Regions from separate parts of the Pan troglodytes genome. Here region 2 is linked to region 1. Evidence: chromatin contacts called from public HiChIP or PLAC-seq data. All regions are on one chromosome and are shown on one strand. The core of a region is the stretch at or near the end of the contact, and the rest is flanking DNA. Distances in the headings are between cores, read along the strand shown.

Evidence for each region. HiChIP or PLAC-seq counts read pairs in DNA pulled down with a chosen protein or histone mark.
Region 2: an H3K4me3 HiChIP or PLAC-seq map of stem cell-derived excitatory neurons shows a contact between it and region 1, with 4 times the contacts expected there. The contact joins the promoter of EMC2 here to the promoter of RSPO2 in region 1. A contact is called at or near these places in 1 of 7 Hi-C or Micro-C datasets (stem cell-derived neural progenitor cells) and 1 of 1 datasets of contacts at active chromatin or transcription factors (stem cell-derived excitatory neurons).

Annotation. Positions count from the first base shown.
Region 1 is chr7:118,327,663-118,332,137 of NHGRI_mPanTro3-v2.0_pri, forward strand. It overlaps RSPO2 (R-spondin 2), which reads right to left and starts at 1,778. Exons shown (of 6, transcript XM_001135096.6): 1 at 1,197-1,778; 2 at 545-807. The coding sequence starts at 638.
Region 2 is chr7:118,694,314-118,698,788 of NHGRI_mPanTro3-v2.0_pri, forward strand. EMC2 (ER membrane protein complex subunit 2) reads left to right here and starts at 2,415. Exons shown (of 10, transcript XM_024345256.2): 1 at 2,415-2,532. The coding sequence starts at 2,493. It overlaps LOC112204196 (a long non-coding RNA gene), which reads right to left and starts at 2,306. Exons shown (of 4, transcript XR_002937741.3): 1 at 2,203-2,306.

The DNA.
Region 1 (4,475 bases), core at 528-3,027:
TACCCCTCCCAAGCTCCGGAATACAGACACACGCTTGGGTACACCCACACACCACACACACACTATGCTAGGTCAAGTCCGAAGAGATCTGAGGCCGGGTTTGGGGCGCACGTGGATGGGGAAGATAAAACAAATGAGCTACAGGGAAGATGGTTAGGAGGACAGAGAGAAGAACAACGACGACAAAAAAAAAAAAAAAAATGCATGCCAGATAAGAAATACGTCCTAAAGAGACAAGTTTAGATGAGGAGGTGGGGCGGCGAACATGAGTGCGGACCGCACGACTTAGCCCTGAGCGCCCGATTGGCGCCCGGCTCGCCGAGCTCCCAGCGCGTCTCGCTCCGGCTCCCCGCGCCTCCAGGGTACAGAAAACAGAGTGTTTTGTAGAGCTCCAGGGTCCTAAAGGTGGGGACTGGGGACCCGCAAAAGCTGGGGTGGAGAGCACAGCCCTGACCATCTGAGCCCCCGGAGCCAGGGCGTGAGTGAGCGCCGCCACACGCCATCCCTGAAGCCCACCACGCACCTTTGGCAGAGAGGGACCCACCTCGCTTACTGCGTCTCCATCGGTTGCCTTGGCAGTGGCTGTAATCCATGCAGTTCAGAATGATGAGGGCAAAGGAGAAAAGGCGAAACTGCATCTGGGCGGTCGGGCGGGGGAGAGACGCCTCTCAAAGTCTAGGAACTGGAGGGCTCGCCCAAAGAGCCGGCGCCGGCCGCGCTGCTGGGGAGGACTCAGAGGGAGACTCGCCACTCACCCCCGGGCCGCACCGGTCAGTTCAGCGCGATCAGCATCTCTCCGCCACGAACCTGAGAGACAAGAAGCGAAAACAGGGTGTGTGGGGGATGGAGAGAGCCCCGGGGAGGCAGCTGCGCCTTCGCGCGTCCCAATTTAAAGAAGAGAGGGAAGGAGGAAGCGAACCCACTGCCTAGCACGAGCCGCGGAGCGGCTTAATCCAGAGCGGGCAGCTGCGGACGAGTTGGAGAGGAAGGTGATTATAATCAGTGAATTAGCAACCTCTGCCGAGCCCTAAGCTCCGACCCCGGGGCATAATGCGTTGTGCCGGCGCTCCGGGGAAAGGAAAGAACTCTAAAGGCACTGAGAGCTCAGGGCTAAAAGAACGCTCTTAGGCCATTTGGAGTCCACGGCGGTGTATCCAAGCGCCGCAGCTGCGGCTGCCTTGGTGTGGGTTGCCTACCGTGCGCACGTCTCGGGCGGCGCGGCCTCCCTAGGCGCGGTGCTCCATCCCGGGCTCGGGAAGCGAGCCGCTTGGTTAGCACGTGGGCTGGGGAAAAGTTTGCCGAGACCGGCTGGGAGCGCCTGGCAGCTCTGGAATTCCAGCGGCCGCCGCGGGGTTGGCGACGCCAGGCAGGAGCGCGGAGCGGCGGGTGCAGCCACTGGGATGCTCCGTCCCCGCCCGCGAGCGCGGTCCCCAGGCAAGGGGTGCGCCCGCTCACACTCTCTGCCTCCCTAACCAATTGTGTCGCTTCCTGCGCTTTCTCCACGGTCACTTCACAGCTAAGATTTCTTTCTTTCCGAGCTGTAGAAGGCAGAACGCTCTCGGGAGGACGAAGTGATCCGAAGGGATGTGGCAAGCGCACTTTCCGATGGAGATGCAGACCGGCTGAGGCTTGGGATGCTTCTATAAGTAGGTGGTGCTGTGGTCCAAGGCATCTAAGTCTAGGCTGCCTCGGAGTTCCTGGGTCCTAAAGCCAGAAATGTCCCGGTTTCCCTGAGGTCCTAAAGAACGTTGACAGCCAACAGCGCGCCTAACTTGGAGCGAATCCTCTTCGGGCTTTCCAAAGTGCGGGGGATAGATAAAGAGTAGCTGGGGAGAAGCCCCCTGACCTTGCTGGGTCCCAGAACCCGGCTGCTCACCCCCAAGGGGTCCTCTCCAGCCCTCTAGGGTCAGTTCCAACCTCAGCGCCAACCTTTCTGCAGGGAGATCTGACTGAAGGACTGATGACTCCCTTTAAACTTTTGCAATATGCCACAACTCTGCCACTTTTTAATTTACATCTTGTCTGTGTTTTGCAGGAAGGTATGTTAGCCGGCTGAAATTATTCATAAAACGCGCCCCCACTTTGAGGAGTGAAATGGGTATTCCCAACAGCTTTTGCTCATCCTCAGAACTGTTATTTACTTTGTTTCTTCTCCAATAAAACAAAAACCTGTGATCCGTTGCCTGAAGTGCTGAAGAAGTTGGGGCCTTGATTCTTTAAAAATAATTTTAAAAAGTTCACTTCCCACTAAAGTATTTTTCATTCTTAATCCTCCTCTCATTTCCAAAGTCTCCTGAATTAAACTTTTAGGTGCTTTGGGTTTGGGGAAAATATTCTGTTTAACAAAGTGTTACATTAAATAGACTTGATGCCATCCAATTTCATTCTGGTGAAATCTGTCCTGCATTCACTACTGTAGGAAAAAATGTATTTATTCCTTAAGCAAAAGATAAGAATTTATGCCACTAACCGTGGCAGTATGAATGTCTATAGATATGCCCACAGTTACCATATTATTATGACAGCATTTTATACTATTTAAATTCCCTTTTCTATTCCTTCAGTTTCAGAAGATGTTCAGAAATTTGATGACTTAAAAGACAATCATATAAAAAGAATATTGCAATACTCATATTTATTAACTATTCCATTATTGCCTATTCATAACTATTTTACAGACTCACTATTACATAGTGGTATTTATGTGCTAAGAATTTCAGCAGTATGCCTTTGATGCATGCCTGAGAACACCCAAGTAAATCTGAGTTGAGGTCATTGGTCCCATTTCATAGATAAGAAAATCCATCACTGAGACTGGCCCACAGGGCACAAATAGAGTTCACAAAACACATTGCAGAAACAGTGGATCTGTTTCTTGACTTTTGAGCCTTTGATTTTTATCACAGAATTTGGAAACAAATGGAAACATTTCAGTGTAGGGAGTGGCCCCAGTGTTTGGCATAACTTGATATTTCTTGATCATCTTGATATGATGCTGAATATCTCTTCAGCACCATAAATACTACTTCTTTCCAAATATAGTCATATATGCACACAACAAATGAATTATACTTATAAAGGAGTTAAATCTATGGGAGAAAGGAAGTCTTCCCTAAGTAAGCCCCCCTGCCTCCTTGCAAAGCTTTGAGATCCATTCAAGATCAGTGGTCATCAGTGTCTTTTAAAATATTTAAAGGCAAAAGTAAACACAAGACCAAGCAGAGGTAGCGCTACCATTAATCACCTGCGTCACTTTGGGCAATTTTCTTGGTCTCAGTTTCCTTGGCAGTATTTTTAGGAAGTCTGTCCAAGGTCTCTTTCACTTCTACATGTTCTGGTTTACAATCAATTTTCTATTTGTACTAGGAAGTTTGCTATGGTATCTAACCAGTGTAAGGGCAAACTCATCAGTGATGGGTTCTTTGTGTAGAAAGAAGAGGGTTAGCCACTGCCTTCCTTAGTTGAATTTACAGACCACTTCACCCTTATCCCTTCAAAGACAACTTTCCATAATTTTAATTTTAATCTTTTGTGTTGTACAGTTGGTGCATTTTTAGCCAGAGATGCTTTTCAGTTTAGTGAACCCCCAGATTCAGTTCATGAGGAAGAATTTTGACAGTACCACTTCTGTAGAAAATTGGTTAATGTGTTTAGTAAGAAAAGAATAGGCTCTGGAAGAAAGGAAAATTCTTAATTCCTTCTTTTGCTCCCTCCTGGTCTATCTCTGCCTCTTAAAAGACACCAGTGAACCTTAAAACTCTGTCAGACTTAGTTCTTGGGGTACTTGGAGTCTCACACTTAATCACTTTGGGGCTAATTTGTTGATAATGCAGAATTTTTTTTTTTTTACATTCACTGAATATTTTTCCTGACTTCAAAATCCCAGGAATGTTCTTGCTACTAAAAAATACAACCCTAACGGATCCTAGACTATCATTAACTTTAATCCCATATCTCTGCTTCCTTTCATTTCTAAACTCAGAATGTGGTGTTGTTGAGGCTCACAGCTCACAGTTTCTCCATCTTGGAGACTCAATGGACTTTTTCTTCAAACTGAGTTTATATAGTGGTTTCATTAAACTGGCTTTGTAAATAGACTTGTGCCTGGGTTCTGTTTACAGAGAAGTATACTGATATACTGAGGAGGTTGACTCTATACCACTCATTGGTGACAGGGAAAGTTAACTGAGGGCAGAAGTGGGGGATGATGTTATAGAGAGGAGATAACTTCTGTATTTTATTTTTTGACTTGTAATTCGTTCATACAGCTCAAAATTCAATCCTTACAAAACACCATAACAGGGCAAAGTCTCTCCTACCTCCTTCTCTCAGGCATCCAGTTCTCCTTAGAGTCAATCAGTTATTCTTTTACAAGTGTTCACGGTTTTTGGTATACTTCAGGAGATGTTTGGTGCTTATCAAACAAGTAACTTGATAATCTTTTTGCTTATCAAGCAAGGAAAGAAGGAAGAATG
Region 2 (4,475 bases), core at 1,165-3,664, 370 kb after region 1:
ATAGTAGGAGATGAGGTAGGAGAGGTAGACAAATGTCACCTGGTTGAGTAAAGCCTCGTAAACCATGGTAAAGTGTTTGAAGTACATTTTTATTGCCATTGGGAGCCATTTGAGGCCTATTGCCAAGGGACTTCTGCAGTCTGATTTTTTTTTTTTTAAGACCAGTAGGGTTGTTGTATAAAAAAACAGATTTTACACAGCAAGAATGAAACAAAGGTGGCTAGGAAACTATCACAATCATTCAGGAGAGACATAGTTGTGGCTTAGATTAAGGTAATAGCAATAGATATGAAAAGTAGATGAACTTTGGGAAGTGCAATATAGAATTTGCTGATAGACTAGATATGGGGGGTGGTGCCAAAAAAAGGAATCAAAGGTACTTCCTGTTATTTTAACTTGTGCAATTAGGTAAATGGTTTCCTCACCTATGACAGGGAAAAACAAGGTGGGAATGCGGAAGGTGACAGCAGGAATCCGCAGTTCTGTGTGGGATATGTTAACTTTGAGATGCGTATCAGCTAGCTATCTGAGTACGTCAAGCAACCAGACCAGGTTTTGGGAAGGTTTATCAGTTTGGGATTGATCAGCATATAAACAGTATTTCTAGACATAGGATGGTACCTCCATGAGAGTGCCACGCAGGGGCTTTAGCTGCAGCATCTGTTTTCATCTTGATTAACAACACAAGGTAGCTATTTTCTTTTTACACACATATTATTAGATTTTTATATATGAGCCTTTTTGATGTTTAGAGAGAAATAAGCTGAAAGTCACCCAGCTACTGAAAGGTAGAGCCTGGATTCAGATCTGGGAGAGTTCTTGTTCTTCCTATTGCACCAGGTTGCTTTACTGGAGCATTAAAATATGTGAATTTCTGAGTATTTTTTAACTTTTTGAATGAAAGATTTTTAAAAAGTCTGTTTAGAAAGAATGCCAGCTCATTCAGAATTGAATCCAAGTATATACATTCACTAGTCTTCTCTGTTGTTAAGTGACTTCTCTGGGGTATATGGCTTGATGGTTTTTTTTCCTTTTTTTAAACAAACAAACAAAAAAACCTCTGTGGTTGACTGGAGCCGACAGGTGAGGAATGGAGAGATGTTGGTCAAATAGTACAAACTTTTGGTTGTAAGATGAATATGTTCTGGAGATCGAATGTACAGCACGGTGACTACAGTTATAATTCTGTATTGTATATTTTGAAGTTTGCTGAGAGATTTTTAAGTGTTCTCAACACACACACGCACACACGGGAAATATGTACGGTGATAGATGTGTTAATTAGCTTGCTTGTGGTAATCATTTCACAGTGTATATTTACATCTAATCATTACTTTGTATACCTTAAACATACACAATTTCTGTCCATTACACCTCAATAAAGCTGAGAAAAAAAACCCTCCACTCTTTTGACTTGTGGGATAGGATTATTTCTACTTCTCAAATCAACTGCCCCTTCTTCACTGACCAATAACTTTCGGCTGCATTGCAGTGATTTTTAGTTTTTCCTCAGCTTACATATTTCCTCTACAATCTCATGTCCCCATTGCTTCAAATACTAAATATACGCTTATCATCCTCAAATTTTTTGCTTCCTGTCCAGACATTTCTCCTTAAGTCTAGGAGATGACGTCCAAAGTTTCCTAAAAGCAATTAGTCTGGTGGGAAAGGAGGCTCCCCCATCCACCCAGGAGTAATGAGGAGCGAAGTTCAGGAACCGTGAAGGTCTCATTCGTACATTCATTCCTTATAAGTACTTACATACTCGCGACAGTTTGAAACCTAGTGTGGCATGCAGACATGGATGAAGCAATGACAGGCACGACGAGCGTTAATGAAGGGTATAAGCTAGCGCGAGGGCATTCAAGGGAACTTCAGAGCGCAAAGGAAGAATCCCACTTAGTCCCTCAAAACTTTGGAGTTTATCCGTTTAGTCGATTAAAAAGTGAACGGAAAGCAAATCCCATTAGGGAAGGAGGAAAGTTGGGGACAAATAAGGGATTCGTGCAGAAGGCTGCACTGCGGCCGGCCATGAAGAGAATAAGGGTACTTAAGGGAGTGTGAAGAGAATGAACACGCCTAGGTAGAAAAAACTGAAAAGCCAGGATTGACGGACACTAAAAACCCAGCATTTGTTAAAAATCCACGTCAAAACACACACACACACAAACACACACACACACACACACACACACACCTCACCCCGAGCCAGCACCGCAGCCCCGCCGGCAGCCAGGGTGTCCTGAGATTCCGGGAGCGCCACGCACCGCCCACCTAGCTCCGTCCACCGCCCAGCTCGCTCCGCCCAGCTCGCTCCGCCCCCTTCCCCGAAAGCCCCTCCGCAGAGCCGCGTGCACGTGCGTGGCGGATACCGCCCCCTCTGCTCTCTTGGCCAATGAGAAAAAGCTACGTTAACTCTTCACCGCCCGGTGGCGGGTCACGTGACTGCGTCTCCCCGCCCTCTCACCCCACTGCCTCTAGGTTCTGGGAAGATGGCGAAGGTCTCAGAGCTTTACGATGTCACTTGGGAAGGTAACTTCGGGTGGGGGCGGGTGCGGAAAGACTAAAAGCGCTGGGAAGCCGTTCGGGAGTACCCGCTGCTTTCGGGGAGCTGGGTTCTCTGGTCTCTTTTTGGTACCAGAGCCCTCACTGTACGGGCCAAGCTGAGGTGGAGGCTGAGGCTGACCCTTTCCTTGGCCCGGACGCGTACTCTGCGGCGTTTCCCACGGTGTCTGCTCCTCGGTTGACCTGCCCTCCTCCGCGCCAGTCCAGCGTCCCGGGGCCGCTTTTATTTATGAAGCGGGCGGGAGGGACTTGGGGCTGGGGTTGTCGCACGCTAACTGGTTGCTGGGCGGTGCGGAAGAGGCGGAATAGGTGGTTACTGAAGCTTCTTTGGAGCCAAGAAACACAGGGCCTGTAAGGCCCTTTACTAAGTGGTGTGTAAGGATTACAGCTCTGTGCAGAAAAGCTGTGTAAAAGATGCGTGAACAAATGTGATTCTCATAAGCCACTCTACATTTAGTTTTCTCCTTACACCCGGGTTTCCAGTTTCTTTTCCTTTTAGTCTAGTCTCTGTCCCACTCCTTCTCAAAACACATTTACACACACAACACAACTTCTTTCTTACTCCCTACTAGTAGTTTCTTTTCTGAAGGGAAAAATAACTGATTAACTCTGGGCTACGTAAGTGCTTACGTGTGATGGTCACTTTTCCCTATCCTTAGTTGATCTAGAGTGGGATGTGTTCTTTAAATCTGGGAACAACCAAACCTTGGATCAATTCTGTGTGCTTAAGAAACTTGAGTTTCATTAAGGCGTGGAATTTGTGTAATTGGAATTCATATTCCCAGCATTTAACAAAATACAGGAGACTTCAGTAGCTAATTTGCTTAACGAATGCCTTCTTGGGATGTTTTAATAATGACCTGAAAACATGTGGACCGAAAGTTGTATTTTCTGTTTTATCGTGAATAAATATATCAGTTATTATAAAGTTGTAAATCCGTTACAAATAAAGCAAAATTTCTTTGTACTTGAACTGAATTAAATGATTTATTGACTTTATGGCCTCTAGCACATTGTGAATCTCAGTATTTATACCTGAATTGAGGGATTCCATTATATTAAACAACAGTGTTGATTTCTTACTGCAAAATCTTGGCTCTGTCAACACACAGTCCCCACTTCCAAGGAAGTCACAATCTAATGGAGAAAACAAACCTGTAAACACACAGTTTTAAGAGGCTTGTGTCACGGTATCTTCCGTAAGCTGAATTGTAGATAAATGGCTGTTATTTTTAATGCTTTTTAAACAATGTTTTAAAATTACATAATTTTTAGAAAATGCTATTATGAAGGTATGTTCATTATAGGTTTCCTAGATGATAGTAGCATATATAAAATCCTGAGGGACGAGTAGCTTTATACTACCAACAGACAAGGTGATTTAACTGAGTAACTTGGACCTTACCCTGTGGTCATTCTAAAGAGGATTGATGTAATTAATTTGGAATAATAAATAATAACTACTACACAAATTTGTAGGAACAAAGAAAACATTTTAAAGTGCTTTGTAAACTGTTAAGTACTATATAAAAGGATGTGTTACTATTAGCTAGTGCTAATATGATTATGTCCTTCCTCTGTATGATCTGGCCGTTGCCCATGTCTCCAGCTTTATCTTGAGCCCTTCTCCCTCTCACTTTGTGAGCTGCCTATGCTGGCCTTTGTTGAATACCCTAAATTGCCATGCTGCTTCTTAAAGCTGGCACATGCTAGTCCTTCCACTGGGAGTGTTCTTCCCTCCTGGCCTCACTCTTGCCCCCCTTAAACTTTATCATTTATCAATTCCCCACAAAGCTCACCTACTACAAAAAAGCCTTACTTGACCACTCTACTACCCCCTTCCCTTTCCTCATCCCCCACCAAAATTGAAAAAAAAAACCCAAACAACAAAATGAAGCAACAAAACACAC